2 separate regions of the Canis lupus genome follow, and region 2 is linked to region 1. A link is a contact called in public Hi-C data. All regions are on one chromosome and are shown on one strand. Each heading gives the region's core, a stretch centred on a gene start, on an enhancer-like site or on the middle of the called end of the contact. The rest is flanking DNA. Distances are from core to core; before and after follow the strand shown.

Evidence for each region. A called contact is a pair of places that touch in the nucleus more often than the background predicts.
Region 2: a Hi-C map of liver shows a contact between it and region 1, with 2.6 times the contacts expected there. The contact joins the promoter of RTP4 here to the enhancer-like site in region 1. A contact is called at or near these places in 4 of 9 Hi-C or Micro-C datasets (amygdala, blood and liver).

What each region holds. Positions count from the first base shown.
Region 1 is chr34:19,963,226-19,968,088 of UU_Cfam_GSD_1.0, reverse strand. No RefSeq gene overlaps it. Among named protein-coding and RNA genes, the nearest start is that of MASP1, 33 kb to the right of the region's middle. Within about 2 kb of position 2,733, at least 1 of the 20 cell types and tissues checked has an H3K27ac peak or open chromatin away from gene starts, as enhancers often do. A contact at or near this core is called in liver, where this site is marked.
Region 2 is chr34:20,008,832-20,013,694 of UU_Cfam_GSD_1.0, reverse strand. It overlaps RTP4 (receptor-transporting protein 4), which reads right to left and starts at 2,386. Exons shown (of 8, transcript XR_005383874.1): 1 at 2,254-2,386.

The sequences.
Region 1 (4,863 bases), core at 1,484-3,983:
CTTTACAAAGAAAGCTCAAGACGGAGATGTGGACGAGCAACTGGCAAGAAGCCCTGAGTCCTCCTTCTGCAGCAGAGGTCGGTTCCCAGCAGGCAGGGCTCAGCTGGGAATATTGGCAGCCCTCTGGGCAGCTGAAGTGCTCCCACGAAAACCCAGATCCAGACACATCAGAGTTCTAACTGACCTGCGCCCGGTCCGCGGGTTAGATATTCGCCTCCCTAAGACTCAGGCCCTGTCGTTGCCACTGCTTGTTCTCTGGAGGAAATAACCATCTCAGGAGGAGAGAGTCTTCCTGGAAATTAGGAAGCTAATGTGCACAGCTGATGGTCGAGAACGACCACGCAACATTGGGTCCTTAAGGTCATGGGGAACCCTGAATGGGCCATGGCCCGAGTCCCTAAGCCAAGGGCTGGAAGCAATTGAAATAACATGCACTTCGTGAATGTTCTCCAGGAGAGGGTCCGTGGTTTTCATCAGATCCTGACAGGGATCTCTGATCCAAATCCAGCCACATCAGCATCTAGAATAGACGTGTCAGCTTCCCAGCTGCTAAGCTTTGCTCGAAGCCCCAGGGATAGGACATTGTCCTTTGCAAATGCTGTTTCCTGTGGTCAGTGCCTGCCCCCCACAGAGCGAGGGGTGGGCAGGTCGTCCCACTGGGAGCCGAGCCACACCTCTCCCTCCGTGTGTCCAGCATGTATCCAGCCCGTGGGCTCAGAACCAGAGCTGCGGCCTGCGGATGCCGGAACCGGCTCCAAAGGACGTCCGCGGGCATCGAAGGAGCTGCATTTAAACTTTATTTACAGACAACTAATGCCTAGTTCCCCCAAAGTGAGGTGTTTTAAGTGAGAATTTCCGCTCATATGTCTCAAAAGAGCTTTACATAGAGGCCAGACCTCGAGCCTGTGGCATCTATTACCTCAAATCCTGCAGGACCCAGCCCACCCCCTTGAGGGTTCAGTTACCAGGCAAAAGCCAGTTTGTGCTAAAAGTGATCCTCTGGTGCCATCTGGTGGTCACCACTCATGAACCCACCTTTTACAACACATAATGGCATTGTTTGTATTTCTTTTCTTTTTTACCTAATTCAAAACTGAATTCAGTTTAAACTCCTCCCTTCACCTGCATGGAGGTTGAGGCTCAGGGATGTGATTGGTGGCGGATCAGTGGCAGAGCCGACCTTGAAGCTTAGGCCTCCACACTCTCCTTCCAGAGCACTTTCCCACCCTGAGCAACGTTAACTTTTCCCACCACTTCACTCTTTATCTGGGACAGGAATTTTCCATCTGGAGCCAATGTCTGTGCTAACTGTCCTCCTCTGTGCTCCTACAGTTCCTGAAGTTTCCCTCTGCAACAGCCTTTGCTACCCAGGCTGTCCTGCTGACTTTTCTCACTCAACAAGAGATCTTTGAGAGCAGAAACTGTTTGGACTCTTGTGACCCAAGACCCAGCCTGGAGCCTGGGATGCATGAACAGGTGCGTGAAGTCCCCCATCACACAGGTGAGCAGTGCAGCATGCATGTGGGCAAGGAGCACCGTCACTGCACCTGTCGTCAGGACCACTGTCTTCCTGTTCTGTGCTGTGCACCTCCTATACTTCAGGGTCCTGGAGAGAAAAGACATGGTCCCTATCACGTGGTGGGACTGAAGAATCAGAGAGGAGGTCCAGCAAGGTCAATCACGGATCACAATACTGTGCAGAGAGTCCTACACACAGGTGCCCTAAGGGCAAAGAGACATTGGGGTGATGCTGTGATGTTCAAGGTGAACTCGGGTGACTCTTGGTGGAAGACATCTGGCAGTAGAAACAACCAGGCCCAGAGGTGTGAACAAGTAAGTGTGTTAAGAGCACATCTGGAGTACAGAATGCACCCTATAGTTGTGGGTCGCAAAGGCAAACCCAGGAGCCCCAGAGAGGCCAGGTCACAAGGACTTCTAACGCCAGCATGTGGGAGCTTTGCCTCGGTTTCCAGAGGTGAGGTGCCTGCAAAGGATTTTAAGGACAACAGTGAAATGGAGGTCTTACAATGCAGAGTCCCAGGGCCCCTCCACAGATTCTGATTCAGTAAGTCTGGGCTTGCAGTCCCAGGATTTGGCACTTTCAGCAAGAATTAAGCATTTTGGGTGTTTCTGGTACAAATGGTCAAGGGCCACCCTTGAAGGAGCTCTGGAAAAGAATGAGAGGAAACAAGGGCTAAGGACAGAAGGCCACACCGTAAGGGATGGGCTGTGAAAAAGATGCCTTGTGGTGGCAGCCGAGGAGGAACAATGGAGGGGTGGCAAAGGACAAGAGAATAAGCAGCGCCTGTAAGACCACAGGAAAGCTGTTTTAAGGAGAATGGTCCCCCAAAGCAAACTCCCCAAGAAAGTTAAATTAGGTATGAACAGAAAAATGGGTTGATTGGCTTTGGGCGATGAGGAAATCCTTAATGACTATCCAGCAGGAGGTTTTGCTGGAATAGTGGGGACAGCGCCAGACAACAGAGGCTCAGAAGTAACTGGAGGAGTACTGACAGTCAGGGGCTCTTCCTCCCTCCAGTAGCTGGGCCTGGAAAGGAAATGAGGAAAGACATGGCGCTGGATGAGGAAGGAAATAGGTGCCAGAGAAGGATTTGGGTGTTCAGGAGGAGACACTTGACTATCTCTCTCCTGTGGAGGCAGAGTGGGTGGAGATCCCAGCAGAGGATCTGGGAGGGAGGGATGACCCAAGAAGGGATTGTCCTGGGGAGGAGCTGGAGCAGGGGAGAGGTCGAGCCTCTCCTCCCCTGAGGCCAGTGGGGAGGGGGAGGGGAAAGGTGTGCTCCAAAACTGGTTCACAGGTTGATTCAAATTAGGTGCAAAGAAGAGAAATACCATAAACACATCAACTCACTTGGCCAAAATCTGAGTTGATATAAATCTGGGAGAAATAGCTAAGTTCATTAAGTAACTGAATGAAGATTCAAAAAGATGTTAAGAGTCTAGAGTAAAGAACCAAAACCCAGTTTTAATCAGGCAAACATAAACTCTGCACCTGGTTAAAAATTAGCTTCTGCAAGCACTTGACCCCATAGCAGTCAACAGTTTAAAAAATTAATTGAAGATAGTCTCTATTTTACTGAAAAGGATTATGAGGCTTTAAAAGCTAAGGATCTGAGGTTACCAATGTGAGATCCCAGGACTTGCAAAATTCTAGCCCACCAACTGTTACTCCACCTTTTTCTAAAGATGTGAGGGTGAGAAAGAGTGGGTGGTGTGAATGTTGAGACACCCCAGCCTATACTCTGGTTTATAAATGTCTTTTAATAACTTATTAGGGGCACCTGTATGGCTCAGTCGGTTAAGCATCTGCCTTCAGCTTAGGTCATGATCCCAGGGTCCTGGGTTCAAGCCTGCTTCTCCCTCTCTCTCTGCCTCTCCCCCTCCCCCTGCTCTCTCTGTCTCAAATAAATAAATAAAATCTTTAAAAATAAAAATAAAAAATAAAGTAACTCATTTGCAAACCTTGATATTTTAACCATAATAGGAAGCCAGTTTTTTGTGATCGATCTCAAAACTGATTGTGCTGATTCCATCAAACAAACCTCACAAATCTCCCTGACCACCCAGGGAGTTTTGCAAGATCCCCAAGACCTTCTGGCCTCCAGGAGATTCTGATTGTGTAGCTCTTGAGGGTAGGGAACTGTCAATGAACCACAGTGAGAGGTTTGGAAGCCACTGAAGTGGCAAGGAAATCTTTGGATGTATCTGGTTCCCATCCTAAGCCACTAAGGAGTCACAGAACATTCTCCCTTGTGCTTCACAACTATTCAGAACCAACAGACTGTGCCTTTAGTGAGTTTGACACTTACATGCTTGAAACTATGGCTTATTGTGGTATACCAATGCCAGGGGTTGGTATCGCCTATACAAGTTTTGGAAGACTTGCTTAGATTTATAAATTCCTTTTCTTTTCCCCTTCTTTTTTTTTTTTTTTTTTGAGATTTATTTACTTATTTGAGAGGAGGGGTGGGGCGGAAGAAGAGAATCTTCAAACAGAAACCCTGCTAAGCACAGAGCGCAACATGGGGCTCGATCCCACAACCCATGAGATCATGACCTAAACCTAAATCAAGTCAGATGTTTAACAGACCAAGCCACCCAGACACCCCTAAACTCCTTTTCTTATATGGGTTTAGTTTTCAATATAAATCACCATATATATATTATAATCTTTTCAAATGGTTAATCATTTATAAGTAACATATCCATGTGTAATGCTGCCATGGGTGTAAGAGAGATAGAGACTGATCAAGAGGTAGTTTGGAATGACCTCATCACGCCCAAAGCACACAAGCGAACAAATCCCTTATCATTTTTATCATTTAAGTTTATTTCTATTAGCTGACTTGTGTCATTGAGTTATAATTTATATACCATAAAATTCATCCCCAGTAAGTGTCCAATTTCCAGTAAATTTAAACAGCTGTGCAACCATCACCATGGTTTTGAATACCGCCACCTCCAGAAGGTTCCCTCACACCTGTTAGCAGCCCGACCGACAGCCTATGTATTCCTCGGATCTCCTTTCTGTCTCTGATTTTTTGCCTTTTCTAGAAACTTCATATAAAGGGAAACGCATAATGTTTAGTGTTTCAGGTTTGGCTTCTCTCACTTAGCATAACATTTGTGAGGATCATTCTTGTTCCGTGAACACACAGTTTGCACCATACTTTCAGCTTTTACATTTCAGTTTACAATCCATTTTTAAAATTTATTTATTTATTTATTTATTCATGAGAGACACAGAGAGAGAGAGAGAGAGAGACACAGGCAGGCTCCATGCAGGGAGCCCGAGGTGGGACCGGATCCTGGGGCTCCCGGGATCATGCCCTAGGGCCAAAG
Region 2 (4,863 bases), core at 1,137-3,636, 46 kb before region 1:
TTGTGAATTTCCCTGTGTGGTTTGTGAATCACCCTGTGTGGTCTGCCTGTCTGCCATTGGGGTGGGTGGTCTACTAGTCTCCCCTTTGGGCTGAGTGCCTGCCCCAGGTGCTTGGGTCTCAGTAGTGGTATGGCTGGGCCCTGACCCCTTAGAGCCATAGTAATTCCCACACTCCTGGTTTTGGCTGGACACGTCACCAATGTGAGAAGAGGAACTCCTATTATCTGTACAGGAGAATGGCGATATTGATGGCTCTGTTGTGTTGTTTCGTGACCTCAGTAAACAGTAGCCCAGAGTACATGCTTCACAATTGATTGTGTCATGGGACCCATCCAAAGGCACCTCCCTGATGATGGGTAGCTCTGGAAACTTCCTAAAGCCATTCCCGTAGAATTTCTCCAGAATACGCCGCACCACATTTTTCAGAATCCTCATGGTACTCTCTGGGGAGAACTCAGGATCCTCAAATCGAGACCAGGAACACTTCTTGCACCTCTGAGCAAAGAGCCGCATAATCACCTGGCCCTGGGACTTCTGGTGCTCCAGGTACATGTGACATAAGATAAGCACTTGAGCAGAAGCCCAACTTCGCTGGCATGAGGAACACTGAAACCTGCAGACAGAAGGAAGGAGGCTGTTGTGCCTTCAGGTGATCATGGACCTGAAGGAGGTGGGTCTGGCTTCAATCTCTAAGATCTCTTCCAATTAAAAAAAGTGTAGATGATGTTAACAAATTGCCAAATAAGACTGAGAGGGATTGGGAGGCTTGAGGGTTTTGTTTTGTTTTTCATTTTAAAAATTTTATTTATTTATTTGAGAAAGAGAGAGGACAAGCAGTGGGGGAGGGATAGAGGGAGAAGCAGACTCCCCGTCAAGCAGGGGGTCCCCGTCAAGCAGGGGGTCCGCTGTGGGGTTTGATCCCAGGATTCTGGGATCACGACCTGAGCTGAAGGCAGACGCTTAACCAACTGAGCCGCCCTGGCACCCGGGGATTGTGTTTCTGATAAAGCTTTTTCCTGTGATCTGCTGAGCTTCCACCCTACATGGTCTGAAGTTTACCTCTTTGCTAGTAAGATATCTCTGATGTCTCAGAGGGAAAAGTGGTTTTGCCATCTGCCAGCCAAATTTGGACCTCCTAATAATCACAAAAAAAAAACATATAAAATAACTACTTTGAGGCAGGCCTTGTAATAAGGGCTGCAGTGTTATCCCCCTTCATCTTTAAAGGTCCCCTCCGAGGTAGGCATTATTGAGCCCAATATCCAGATAAGGAAACTGAGTCATAAAGGGATAAGCAGACTGTTTTTAAATACGTATATTTATTCCCATTATCTATGGGAATGTAGAAGAAGGAACACTGCCTCGGAAGACCAGGGAACGCTTTAAGGAGGAGGCGGCCCTTGAGCTGGTCCTTGAAGGATGAGCACAAGGGAGGGAGGAAAGGGCCTGCCAAACAGGCAGAGTGTCATGATAAGGAAATAGAAGTCTGAAAACGCACCAGCACGGTTCATAATCCAAAAGATGGAGCAGAGGACAGATGGAGTCAGGGTGCAGCAGAGAGGAAAACAGGACAAGTAAGGTGGAAAGTAGAGCGAAGGTCCCTGTGTGCCCCCTAAAAGGAGACCCGGTTGCCTAGGTCAGCATTTCTCACCACCGCCCCACCCTTACCCCCAGCACAGGCTCTGCAGGAACAGACTCTGGAGGCTAAAGAGGAAGATCACCCATGAGGGGAGGGTGTGACTTAGGGACTCCAGGATCTAGGTTTTAGATGTCTTGCTTGTTGCATCATTCCCTCTCTTATCCCCAGGCTTTGAGCAAAGTCAGGGTCAAAGTGATTGTGTAGCCTCCCTCCAAGTCTTGGCTCTTTCGAGGAAGGCCCTGGTCCCAGGCTGGGGCTGAACCAGGAGGGCTGCTGCCCATCTGGACTGGGGGCAGAAATAGCAGAAGTGTCTGGATGGAGGCACTCTGGAACAGGAGGTGGTGGGGAATGGGGAGGGCAGGTTTATGGAATATGGAAGCAAGCCTTGGGGACTTCCAGAAACGTTTAGGGAGGAAAACTAGCAAAAGAGGAAAGTCCCTCCAGCTAAGCAAGTTGGAGGTATTGCCAACCACAAGATCACTGTGACCATGAAAGGATGGAGGTCCTGGTGACATTTGTTCCTAGAAGGAGCTCTCCAAAAAAGCAGTCAATGGCTGCTGAGCTTGACCCCCCTGTGCCCAAGAAGGCCTGCCAAGAGGCAAACCCTGGCTCACCTGCCAAATCCTTTTTGCTGGTACTGCTTCCACCCTTCTGCAAGGCAGTCTGGCTCGAGTTTCCCATCCAGCTTCAGAGTCCACCTGGCCCGAGGTTTCTCCTGCTGCATCAGTTCTTGAAATGTCTGCTCCCATGTCCGGACGTCTGACACCGTTTGCTTCCCTTGAGGCTGGGAAGCCATGCCTAGTGAGGAGCTCCGTTGTACTGGGCAAGCGGCAAGAGGGGAAGGGAGAAAGAAAAAAAGCAAAAACTACCTCAGTTTCGGTTTCTCAGCCTGGAATGCATCGGCTGTCTTCTTAAGTTTCGTTTTCCACTGTTGGAGCCCACAGAACAGGTTTTCGTTTCGAAGACAGAGGGCAGCAGAGTTTTGCCAGTTTGTGAACAGGCCTTGCCGAGAGGGATCTGAGAGCAGAGCTCTGTTCTAGATTCTGGAGGCACCTGGAAGTGCCCTGGGGATTTTATTTTTCTCTTATGTTTACACCAGGCAAAGCACTATGCTCAGCGCTGGGATAGATGCCACCGAGCAGTGGTTTCTACCCACATGGATGCTCACACTCTTGCGCAGACACGAGAAGGCAGCTGGGGGAGCCTGTGTCCGATGCTGTCTCGGGCACCGGTGACTCCTCACCACATCCCATGGGGGGATTATTCCTCGTCTTCTGCAAGTGAAAGCACAGAGGAGTGGGTCGCCTTGCCCAAAGCCACACAGCCATTGCGCAGTGTAGGCTCGTGAGACTTGAACCCAGGCCTGTGGGGCTCTAAAACCTGTGATGTCCCTGAGAAGAAGCTGAGGATGGTATTTCAGGTTCTAGGCTGTCACTCTGGAGCCAGGGTGGGAGGACCATCTTGAACCCTGACCCAGTGGTTAGGTCTAGTGAGATCTCCTGGGTCCTGGGGCAGGACACCAAGCTATTTAACTCTGCCATTTGCCATGTAAATTATCTTGCAGGGCAGGATGCAAGCAGGTGTGGGAGCCGTCTTTCAGGGACAGGATAGAGAGAATTCCCACTCAGAGGGTGGGGGACCAGAACCAGATGACCTTCAAGTCACTTCTAACTTAGACTCCAAGATTCTAAAAAGTGAGCTCTGTCCCTCTGGATTTTAAACTCAAATAGGGGAGAAAACGACAAGCAGGACCTTATGTCCTTGGAAGCCCCATTAGGGTTAGCATGGCTCAGACAGGATCAGCCTAAACCTTCTCTGGCCTTCTAGACTTTCACATGCTCCTCTTCTTCCCTCCCTCCCCGGATATTCTGTTTTATACAAACTCTCTGCTTTTCTAACTTTACACATTGAGGGCACCTATGTCTACACAGATGATGTAGAAAACTCTTGTGTACCCAGATAATTTTAGGAGCTTGGAATTGGACCCACAGGATTTGAGAGAAGCCTGGAAAGCCCTTAGGAATTAATTTTTTCTCTTTATGGCAGTCATCCACTTGATAATTTATTTCTGTAGTTGCTCTAGCTCAGGGGTGGAAGGAGCTGGAGGGATTTGGTTTGGTTAAAGGAGAGAAACAAGAAACAGGAAGTGTAGTCCCAGGGCCCCTGGGTGGCTCAGCTCAGTTAAGCATCCGAGGCTTGATCTCAGCTCAGGTCTTGATCTCCAGGTTTTGAGTTCAAGCCTCACATTAAAAAGAGACAGAGAGGGAGAAAGAAATGTAGTCCCTAGAATAGCAATAATTTTACTTATATTTTTAAACATCCCTTCAACTAGCAGAAACTCTATAGGCACATGCAGAACAGATACAAAAATTTTTGGACGTGGTTGATCTGGGAAATGATGAGACTGGATGACCCCTAAGCTAAGTCCATTTACCCTGCCTTGGGGGTTCAGAATAAGGAGAAATTAATACTACAATTTGAGTGCCTGCTGTGCTCGGGATACCAGACACATCTTCACCTCCTGGACTCCAGGATGACCTAATAAGTGGCAGAGCCAGGCCTTAAACTTCTCTGAGGCTACACTAAATCTCCTGAAAGTGTGAGCTTGTCTAAAGAAGGAATGGGTTACTAATGGTAGAAGAACAAGCAGAAGACAGAAGGAGCAATTTTGAGGAACCTGAGTGGGGGGTCTTCATGCTGCTCTTCTAAGGGTTGCACCCTCTGGGCTGGCGCTCCTGGGTATATCCTAAGAAGGACTACTACTCCACTTAGAACAACTCAGCAAAGGGTCACCTGGAGGGGAAGAAGGAAGGCGTTAAGACCACGTTGTCCCAGAATGTAATAGAAGGAGCAGGTTCTCCTCACCCAGCCCCTATACTGCACATTATGACTACTCACAACTACTTACAACAGGGAAAGCAGAATTAGACAGTTGTCTTTAAAATAGCAGATGACACATCATTAAATACCTAGAATCTGCTCATCCTTATTCTCAGGATAGCAAGAAAGACAGATCAGTGAAGGAGCATCTACCTTCAACTTCCCTGTCTCACTTTTCTTGGCTTATCCTTTTAATGCAGAGCATAGCACAGAGCCAGCCTGCCCCGGGGTGCATCCCAGTTCCTCCACCCCCTACCGTGGCGGCCTGGGGAAGCCCCTCCACTGCTCCATACCTCAGTTTCTCCATCTAAAATGTGGCTATAATAATACCACCTATCTCTCAG